2 separate regions of the Mus musculus genome follow, and region 1 is linked to region 2. The links are chromatin contacts, called in public promoter capture Hi-C maps. All regions are on one chromosome and are shown on one strand. The core of a region is the stretch at or near the end of the contact, and the rest is flanking DNA. Distances in the headings are between cores, read along the strand shown.

What was found. Promoter capture Hi-C pulls out the DNA fragments that hold promoters and counts their contacts.
Region 1: a promoter capture Hi-C map of embryonic stem cells shows a contact between it and region 2. A contact is called at or near these places in 3 of 39 promoter capture datasets (embryonic stem cells and pre-B cells), 1 of 484 Hi-C or Micro-C datasets (embryonic stem cells) and 2 of 9 other capture datasets (adipose tissue and liver).

The regions. Positions count from the first base shown.
Region 1 is chr19:11,163,112-11,167,164 of GRCm38.p6, reverse strand. Ms4a19 (membrane-spanning 4-domains, subfamily A, member 19) reads left to right here and starts at 1,835. Exons shown (of 8, transcript NM_001370777.1): 1 at 1,835-1,893; 2 at 2,115-2,175; 3 at 3,674-3,765. The coding sequence starts at 3,712.
Region 2 is chr19:11,515,670-11,520,279 of GRCm38.p6, reverse strand. It overlaps Ms4a6b (membrane-spanning 4-domains, subfamily A, member 6B), which reads right to left and starts at 1,721. Exons shown (of 7, transcript NM_027209.3): 1 at 1,606-1,721.

The DNA of each region.
Region 1 (4,053 bases), core at 586-3,085, 350 kb after region 2:
CTTAAGCTAACCATGTGACAAAAGTGCTATAGTTATGTCTAGCTCCTCATTACATTGTGTGAAACTAGAAGCTTTCATAGAATTCACAGAACCTGTACCCAAGAGCTCCTGCTTGCAGAGAATGAGCAAGTTAGCAAAAGAGTGGCCCCAGAGGCAAGCCAGGTGACGGGCCAAGAAAGCCAAGTGTGCAGTGAGAAAGTTAAGGCTACCTGCAGGTCTGTGCATGACAGAAGGCTGCTTCTAGAGATCACAGTCCACGTCTCACTGTGTCATTGATGTCTTAGATGGCTTTGGCTTCTCATCCCTTCCCGGCCAGCCACCAGCATTGGCTCACAGTGTTAAGTGTCATCTTAAAACAACTCCCCCGTAGGACTCCCTCTGCACACAACTACCTTTCCTTTCTTAAAGCCAGAGCTCCAGAGGTAAGTACATATTATCTCCACACAATTACCTCGTGTTTTCCCTTTGACTCTACTCTAGGTCGAGTCTGACTTCCATCTGTCCTCTGAGGCCACTTCTTTTCAGTGATAGCACTCACCTTCACATTGCAAAAAGCCAGCAACCAAATGCATAACCCTTGAGAGATTTAGGCATCGTTTTCCATTTTTTCCTAGAGCTCAGGGCTCTGCAAGGGCATCCTTACCTTTCTGTCTGCTCCTTACCACCTAAGCTGCATTCGATTTTTATTGTCTGACCACCTAATACTAAAATGGATCATCTCTCACCCCACCTTTCCCACAAGGTAAACTCTAAGGTAAAGGATATTCTATATTTTTTCCATTCCTTACTACTAATACATAAACAATGTCATTCATATTTATCCTCAACAGGATATATAAATATTGGAGCATTCTAATTCCTAGAGAATTATATGTTCAATAAATTACATAATACATGGAATACCTGGTACTGGAAGCCTCAACAAATTGCCTGTGAGGAACACTCCTTTAGTTAGCAGCTAACCAAGTCACCATTGCTTTTGAGACTCAATGTAATCTGAGTAAGTTAGACCAAATGACCTTCTGTTAATTTATTCACTTCTTCCAGGTGCCCGATATAGCACCCTTACACTTTACTGGGTTTAGTGTTTACCTGTTTAGTCATATCATAAATGACTCTCAGCCTCATAGACATGACTGTCAAATTTGGGTTCTTTAATACCTACCATTTAGGACTAGATTACATAGAGCAGTAGCCTTTTGTCGGGGTTAATTTATTTGTTGATTGGTTGTTTGACAGTTCCATGCATTTATATAATGAATTTTAATTGTCTTTCACCCCCACAACTCCTCTCATCTTCCTCTGGGTCCCTTCTCAAGTCCACCTCCAGCCTCCATCTCTTCTTTTGGCATACTGCCCACTATGTTTAGAGTTTCTTGTCCCAGAGTGGATGACGGACTTGTGCAATCTAATTTCTGAAAATGGAAAGTCCACAGAGCAAGTGTGACCTCGATTTTGCAGAGAGAGGAACAGAAGATACATCTTGCCCAAACACCACCAGATCCAGGGTTCCAACAACATCCTTCCTTCTAGAGTTTAGAACTTTGATTTTTGAGGAGACTCACAATAGAAAGACTTGCTTCTTCTACTGGAAAACAGTTGGTAGTATTTGCTTGGTGGGGAAGTCTATGGAGCAGGGAATCAGCCATAGCTGGGCTCAAGGACTGCAGATTAATAGCTAGAGTATGCCCAACACTGGTCAGTAAAGGATGTCCGCACTAGAGCTCCTCCTGCTGGCCCCAAACCCTAACCGCATCTACCTCTCGCGGGCATGAAGGCTGGATGGAACCTTCAAGGGCCAGTGGAACTAACTTCTGCGTGGCCCTCCTCACGTGGCACCCTTCACCACGGTTGCTCTGAGACACAACCGCAGCTGCGCTGGATCCGCAAGAGGTAATGAGGGGCACATGAAGGTGGCAGATGCCTGCCTGCAGGAAAGCCAGGGCAGAAAGATCTGGACCTAAAAGCAACCCTTTCAGGATTATCCTATTCTAACCTTGGGGTTGTGACAGAGTATGGATCCATGACCCTTGAACAGACCACATTAAGGACAGGCATTGGACACTGCTTCCTGGAGAGCTTCAATTGTATCCTGGCTTCTTTTTTCTCCCCAGTACAACCCTCCAGGTGATTCTTGTCACTTAGAAGAGCCTTTGAAGTTTATTACATTTTTTTGTAAGTCATCGCATAACGGGTAAGTTTTTAATTGTCATAATGGGCAATTTTTAATTCAAGAATCTTCTAAAATGCTTTCCTCTGTGCCTTAGTGTATTTTCTCCTTGTCAAATATCAATGGGCCATTATCGTGGCAACTGAAACCTTCAAAGTCCGTGACTTATATGAGGAAAAGGAAAAGTTTGTTTTGAAAGATCTAAAGACAATGCCTTGAATTTTTTTCTTTTTTTATTTATTAGATATTTTCTTTATATACATTTCAAATGCTATCCCGAAAGTTTCCTATACCCTCCCCCCACGCCCTGCTTCCCTACCCACCCACTCCTGCTTCTTGGCCCTGACATTCCCATACAACTACATATAGTGATTGAAGGGAACCAGAAAAGATTAGTGAGACTTTAGAGGCTGGGTGGGGTTGGGGAGCTGTTTCTTGGGAATGGAGGTAGAGATTATCAAAGCCAAATCTAACTAGAAAGCCACTCAAAGCAAATGTATTAACCTTGGACTGAAAAAACATAAATTATCTCTTATTTGTTTTAGTAAAATTAATGTATATAATATAATATATAAGTGTTTACATGATGTATAGGCAGCCAGGCTTCCAAGAAAATGGAACTAAGAAGTTGAAAGTGGTCAGAAGATGATAAGTTCTGTTTTTTCGTCTGTCTCTGATTTTCTCCGGGTGCCCTTCTTCCCACACATGCAAAGTTTCATGCTCTACGGTTCTGTACATTAGAACAGATAGAATCTAATAATGTCCTGGCTTCTTGCTTTTACATCTTCTGCAGCCTCACCAAATGGTTTCGATATCCACCTTTGTTCAGACCAGCTAGAATAAAGAAGAGTTTTCATGAGCATTAAATATAGAGGCTGAGGGGGGAGTTATGATTCATACAAACTAGGAACCATCACCCTCCCTGCCCATGCTAGAAATGACGAGTTATCCTTGTCTTGCCTACTGAACATCCCCTCTGGTTATCTTGTTCACTAACTTAAGAAACCTGCCTATACTCTAGAATACTATTTCTATTTTCCAGCCTCCTCTGCATCTAACATAAGCATGTGACACAGATCCTTCTAGTCAGGCACACACACCCCACCCCCAAACAGACTTAAACTTAGACAACACTGATGGGTGGGTACCAGGGTAGATCAAATCTACCAAGGGTCTAAATTTCCTGATGCAGCAATGTGGGCATATGAGCAGGTGCTCAAGGAATTGATGTGATCGGAGCAGTTATCACTTAGTACTTAGCGTAGTCTAACTTAAATCTGATCCGTGAGCAAAACTTTTTGAGAGGTAAATATTAGTTTTGTCAGAATACTACTAGTCTCTGGTGCAAAAGAACCTGTCAGAGGGCAACCAAGTATCTTTAAAAAAAAAATGAATGACAGCTGTAGAGTAGGGTCCCCCTCAGGCTTAGGAATCTTACCCAAGAGAATAACAATAATTATTAACTGATTTAATTTATGTTGTTTTTCTCCCCATTTTTCCCAGGAGAGGAACTTATCCTCACATCCCTCCATTATATCTTGATGAATATGCCACAGAATCGTTTGTGGATAAAAAAGGAACTGAGAGTCTTGGGGGTAAGAACAAAATGCTGCTCAAGTAAGTCCTCAGTGAGAGGGTTCCCACTCCTTATTACACGAGGTAGAAGATATATACCACCTCTGTTTCCACTATCAACTCCTCAAATGGAGGTAAATCGATTACAGTGGCTTGCGAAGGCGACATGGCATCAAAATATATACAGAGTCTAGAAATGGAGGAGAAATAGTCTTTTTTTTTTACCATCTATCAATGTTTTTAACCCTAAGATGATGACATGTCCTAAAAGAGGTGAGCAAATTGTCAGTACATCCAGAAGGATCTTC
Region 2 (4,610 bases), core at 472-2,971:
ATTGTAGTGGTTTGGTTTAGTTTTGGTTCTGTTTGCTTGGTTGATTTACATTTCATTCTCCTTTTTTGTTGTTTTTGCTAATGTGTGTGTGTGAGAGAGAGAGACAGAGACAGAGAGAGACAGAGAGAGACAGAGAGACAGAGAGACAGAGACAGAGACAGAGAGACAGAGAGACAGAGACAGAGACAGAGACAGAGACAGAGAGACAGTGACAGAGAGAGTCAGACAGAGACAGAGAGAGAGAGACAGAGAGACAGAGACAGAGACAGAGACAGAGAGAGAGAGAGAAGATGCAAAGTTGGATAGTGTTGGATAGTTTGAGAGGATCTAGGAAAAGAAATGGGAAGGAAAAGCATGATCAGAGTACACAGCACATGAATTTTCAGTAAGTCATTAAGTGCCTTGGCTTTGAACATAAAATAACAACAAACAAAACAAACCATGCTTCCCAGTTCTGCCCCCACCTCCCAGACTGTGCACCTTTGGGCATCCTTGACCTGTCCTTTGGCAGAAGAAACTGCTGGTACAGAGAAATGTAAAACCATCACATCTCAGATTTAGGAGTTATTTTTTTCAAAATGTTAAACACACCACAATGATTTTAGATAATAAACACCTCATAGGAAGGGAAATCCTGGATCCCCACAGGTTTCTGTTTCTATGCCCAAATGTTTACACAAAATTTGTCAGATGTAGCTCTGGCTCTTTCCCAATTTCACCTAGAACAAGTGCATTGTCTTTATTCAATGACTTGCACTGTCCGGCTGCTTTGCTATCCATGAGGTACTAAAGTCAGCCTTCAGTGCTTTCCAATCCATGCTATGTACCACTCAAAACGTGCAACCCTATGCATCTGTTTCGTGTGTCTAATAGTGCCAATTTTAGGATTAGCACCTCACATTTTATCATATTTTAGTAGACATAATCTAGTGTTTTTATTCTTGAAAACAATCCTTTACATTAATTAATAAAATCACAATCAGTAACAAATTCAGAATCAAAACTTTGATGTATATGAGGAAGTAATGATGCTTTGCACAGCAACATCAAATAAATGCTAAATAAACAGGCAAAGTTCTCATTACTGACCAGTTGCCTACACACAGTTGTGTGTGGCGGCACAGCTGTCTCTGACTCTGGTTCTCTCCTTATTTTCCCACCTGCCAGGGGCAGCCTGTGTTTAAGTCTCTTCAGTGTGAAGAAGCAGCTGAATGCACCCATATGAGAAGTCCTGGAGTCCTAAGCTTTTTTCAAGTTTTGTCATGATACTGACAATCATGCCCTTGTTAGGTGGAAGGACCATGTTCCCTGGGGAATCGGTTTCTGAGCTCATCTTGGCTCCCTTCTGTTCTCTGTGCTATTCTCAGCCCTTAGGCTGCCTAATCAGTGAATGACCTGAGAGTTCTGCTCCTTATGTCAGTGATCACCAAGATTATGCAGCTAAAATGGCCAGGACAGAGGTAAGCCAGATGCCCTGTGCCTTTGCCCATTTAATTCTAAAGAGCCCCCGTGTCTCCATTGCTTTCATGAGCATCAGCAAGTTCTTGTAACTCAGTCCCAGAAACAGAGTGCTACACAGAGGGAAGTCCCTTCAGGGTTGCCTACCTGAGCCTGTGTGCCTTGTCACCCAGTCACTTCCAGCCGAGCTCTCAGGAACCCGAAGAGCCTTAACTCTGGGTTCTCTCAGGCTGATCCTTGGTTCCTTCTTGTGAACTTGTAACTGTCTCCAGCCCTTCCTTCTTCTGTGTTCACTGCACAGGAAGTGGTGCTTAACAGGTTGAGGACTGTTATTGTGCCTGTACTTCCTATATCAGAAAGTCCCAGTAACTTCAGAAAAATTACTAATTGAACCAGTTTTGATAGAGTGAGGGGTGAGGTAGTGAGTTGCAACACCCACTAGCTGCATGCAATGCCCAAGTTCACTTTCTTGAACTTTAGTTGTTTATGAGTTAAACAAAGAACAGCAACATGCTGGGAAAACCTATTAAGATGAGAGAAAGTTTTTGGAGGGGAAACTAGGAAAGGGGATAACATTTGAAAAACAAATAAAGAAAATATCTAATCAAAAAAGGGAAAAAAGATGAAAGTTTTTCTTAAAGACCTGTCTTCCTTCTAACTACTATTTAATGAACTTTCTTGATTACTAATGATATTGCAAGTCATAGTAGTATTGATGAATAAAACATTTCACAATGCAGAGTAAAGTATGATAATAGTAATCATGACCTTGGATTTTGATATATTACTTTATTATAGGCTAATACATTACTGAGCACACTGTAATGTATAATCAATTGTAACAATTGATCATTTTACAGTATTTTTGGTACTTTGTTATTCATACTTTTTCCCCCAGTAACTCTTCAGCCTCTGGGGAAAAAAACCCCTGCACACAGGATTTCAGCACTCGCTGGTTAATTGATACTCCCTTTAGAGCCTTCCTCATCTCTTCTAACCTTCTTCTAGACCACTGGACTTCTCTAACAGGAGATGTGTCCAGGGAGTTACTGGACACTTCTAGAAAAGTAATAGATCAGGAGAGGAGCAAGCAGAGAAGTTTCAACACACCAGGAATGACTTCAACAATCCTGCACTCCAGACACAGTCATGAAGACATGTGTCCCTGTGGCTTTCAGGCCCTTGGGTAGGCACAATTCAGAAGCTGACTTTGACATAATTAACTTCACAGGGGAACTAGAGCCAGCTGCAGCAACTGGACAGCTACACGCTGACAACTTCCTTCCTTCTTTCCTTGGAGTCAGCCAAAAAGAACCTAGGGAGACAGTGTGAGCCACTGTCACATCAGAGGGTTGTGGTGTGGTAATTCCCTGCAGGTTTCACAGCAGGCAGGAAAAACAAAACAACAACAGCAACAACAAAACAATTTAGGAAGAGATGAATAAAACTCAGCTCAGCCCCATTTTGTTGTAACTGGTGCTGGTCTAGCCTAGATTGTTTTACTTTAGCCATAGTGAAGCACAGCACAATTTTGGAACAAAAGGTTTTCAGATAGCAATGAACTCAGGCCCAAGCTCACAACAATGTAATGTTACATTGAGGTCCTTTACAAAGCACACCTGGCTTTTTTTTTTTTTTCCACAAGAACGGGTACTGTTGACTAAGAGATAGTGCCCAAGACTTAGGCTCTAGGGAGCTTGACTGAGGGATAAGTGATGCCTGTGGGTTTCAGCATTGCCTCGCCCTAAGATAACATCAGCCTCCTGTGGTAAAGGCTGTGGTAAGGTACAGGTAACGTCCCTCATGAGGGCGGGGTTTATGGTCTAAAAGCAGTGCTCACAGTTTAAGGTAAGAGTCTGCAATGATAAGTAAAAACAAATTCTGGGAGATATGGGCAGAGCCTGTTTCATCAAAGAGCAAAGGTTGTAAACCCACATCATTCCTGGCATTCCCTGAAGAACTGCTATTCATCCCATTCCAAAGAAGACATAAGCCACCTGTTTAATAATCCTGGCTCTCCAGTGCTTCTCAGAGTGTACAAGGCCCCTTTGTTCTTTACTGTTGTGAGTTCTACAGTTCCCGTGTGAACTGTTGGCTGAAGACATAAGCTAAGACATATTATTCTATCATCTGGAAGTCACCTTTTTCAGCAAGGCCAGAACATCACAGAAAGAAAGCCCTACTTCAATTCTGGAGAAGACCAAGAGACTGTCTTCTCTAAGAAATCTGTCCCAAACAACTGGAGAAGGGGTTATGCCAAAAGCTGTTGCCTGTACCTGGAATAAGTTCTTCTAGGTGGGTTGTCTTGTGTGGCCTCAGTAGGTAAGGAAGCTTCATAGGGACTTAAAGTGCCAGGGTGGGAGGATACACTCAGAGGAGAAGGGGAGGGGAAATGGAGAAAGGGATGTAGGAGGGGAGGGTGCCAAGGAGGAGGGCTTTGAGCAGGATGTAAAATGGATAACTTAAAAAACAAATCTAGTGTTTCTTCTCCTTTTCCAGGATGCCTACTGTCACTGTTCCCTTCACATTGTGCCCTGTGCCCTCATCACTGTCCCAGAACCTAGTGAATTAGTGAGGTACAGCTGCTCTTCTGAGCTTTGGCCATGGTGAAGGGTAGCCTCTTGAGGGCAAGCATACCCACTTTTGTCTGCAGGAGAATTTGCTAATAAATTAGTTGAATCTGTCAACCTGACATCCCCTCACCAGTCTGATCTTCATTTCATGCTCGTACAATTTGAAGTGTGTGTAAAGACATTTAATAGGGTCCATGAGACAGTGCTTGTAAGACTATCACAAAGTCCTACACAGTGGACATAAGAGTGTTGGTTTCGCCAAGTTCCCCCTTACCTTCCCCAGCCATCCACCCTCAGGATCAATCAGTCTCTCCTCTTCTCCCAAACCTAGGGCTTTTGCGCTTTATTTGAAATCGGGACATCTGCAGCCTGAGCAAAATGTTGCTCTTCCCCGTCTGACCTTATTTCCATTCTGCTGTTACATTCTTGGTGGTCTCCAGAGTCTGAGCCCTGCTCCTTAACCTGAAGATGAAAACTAACTAACAATAATACACTATGATTAGTCATCTAGGACCTTATATTTTAATCTCTCAACACTTTTGCAAATGTTCTGGTCCTCAGCCCACACCCTCTGGGAAA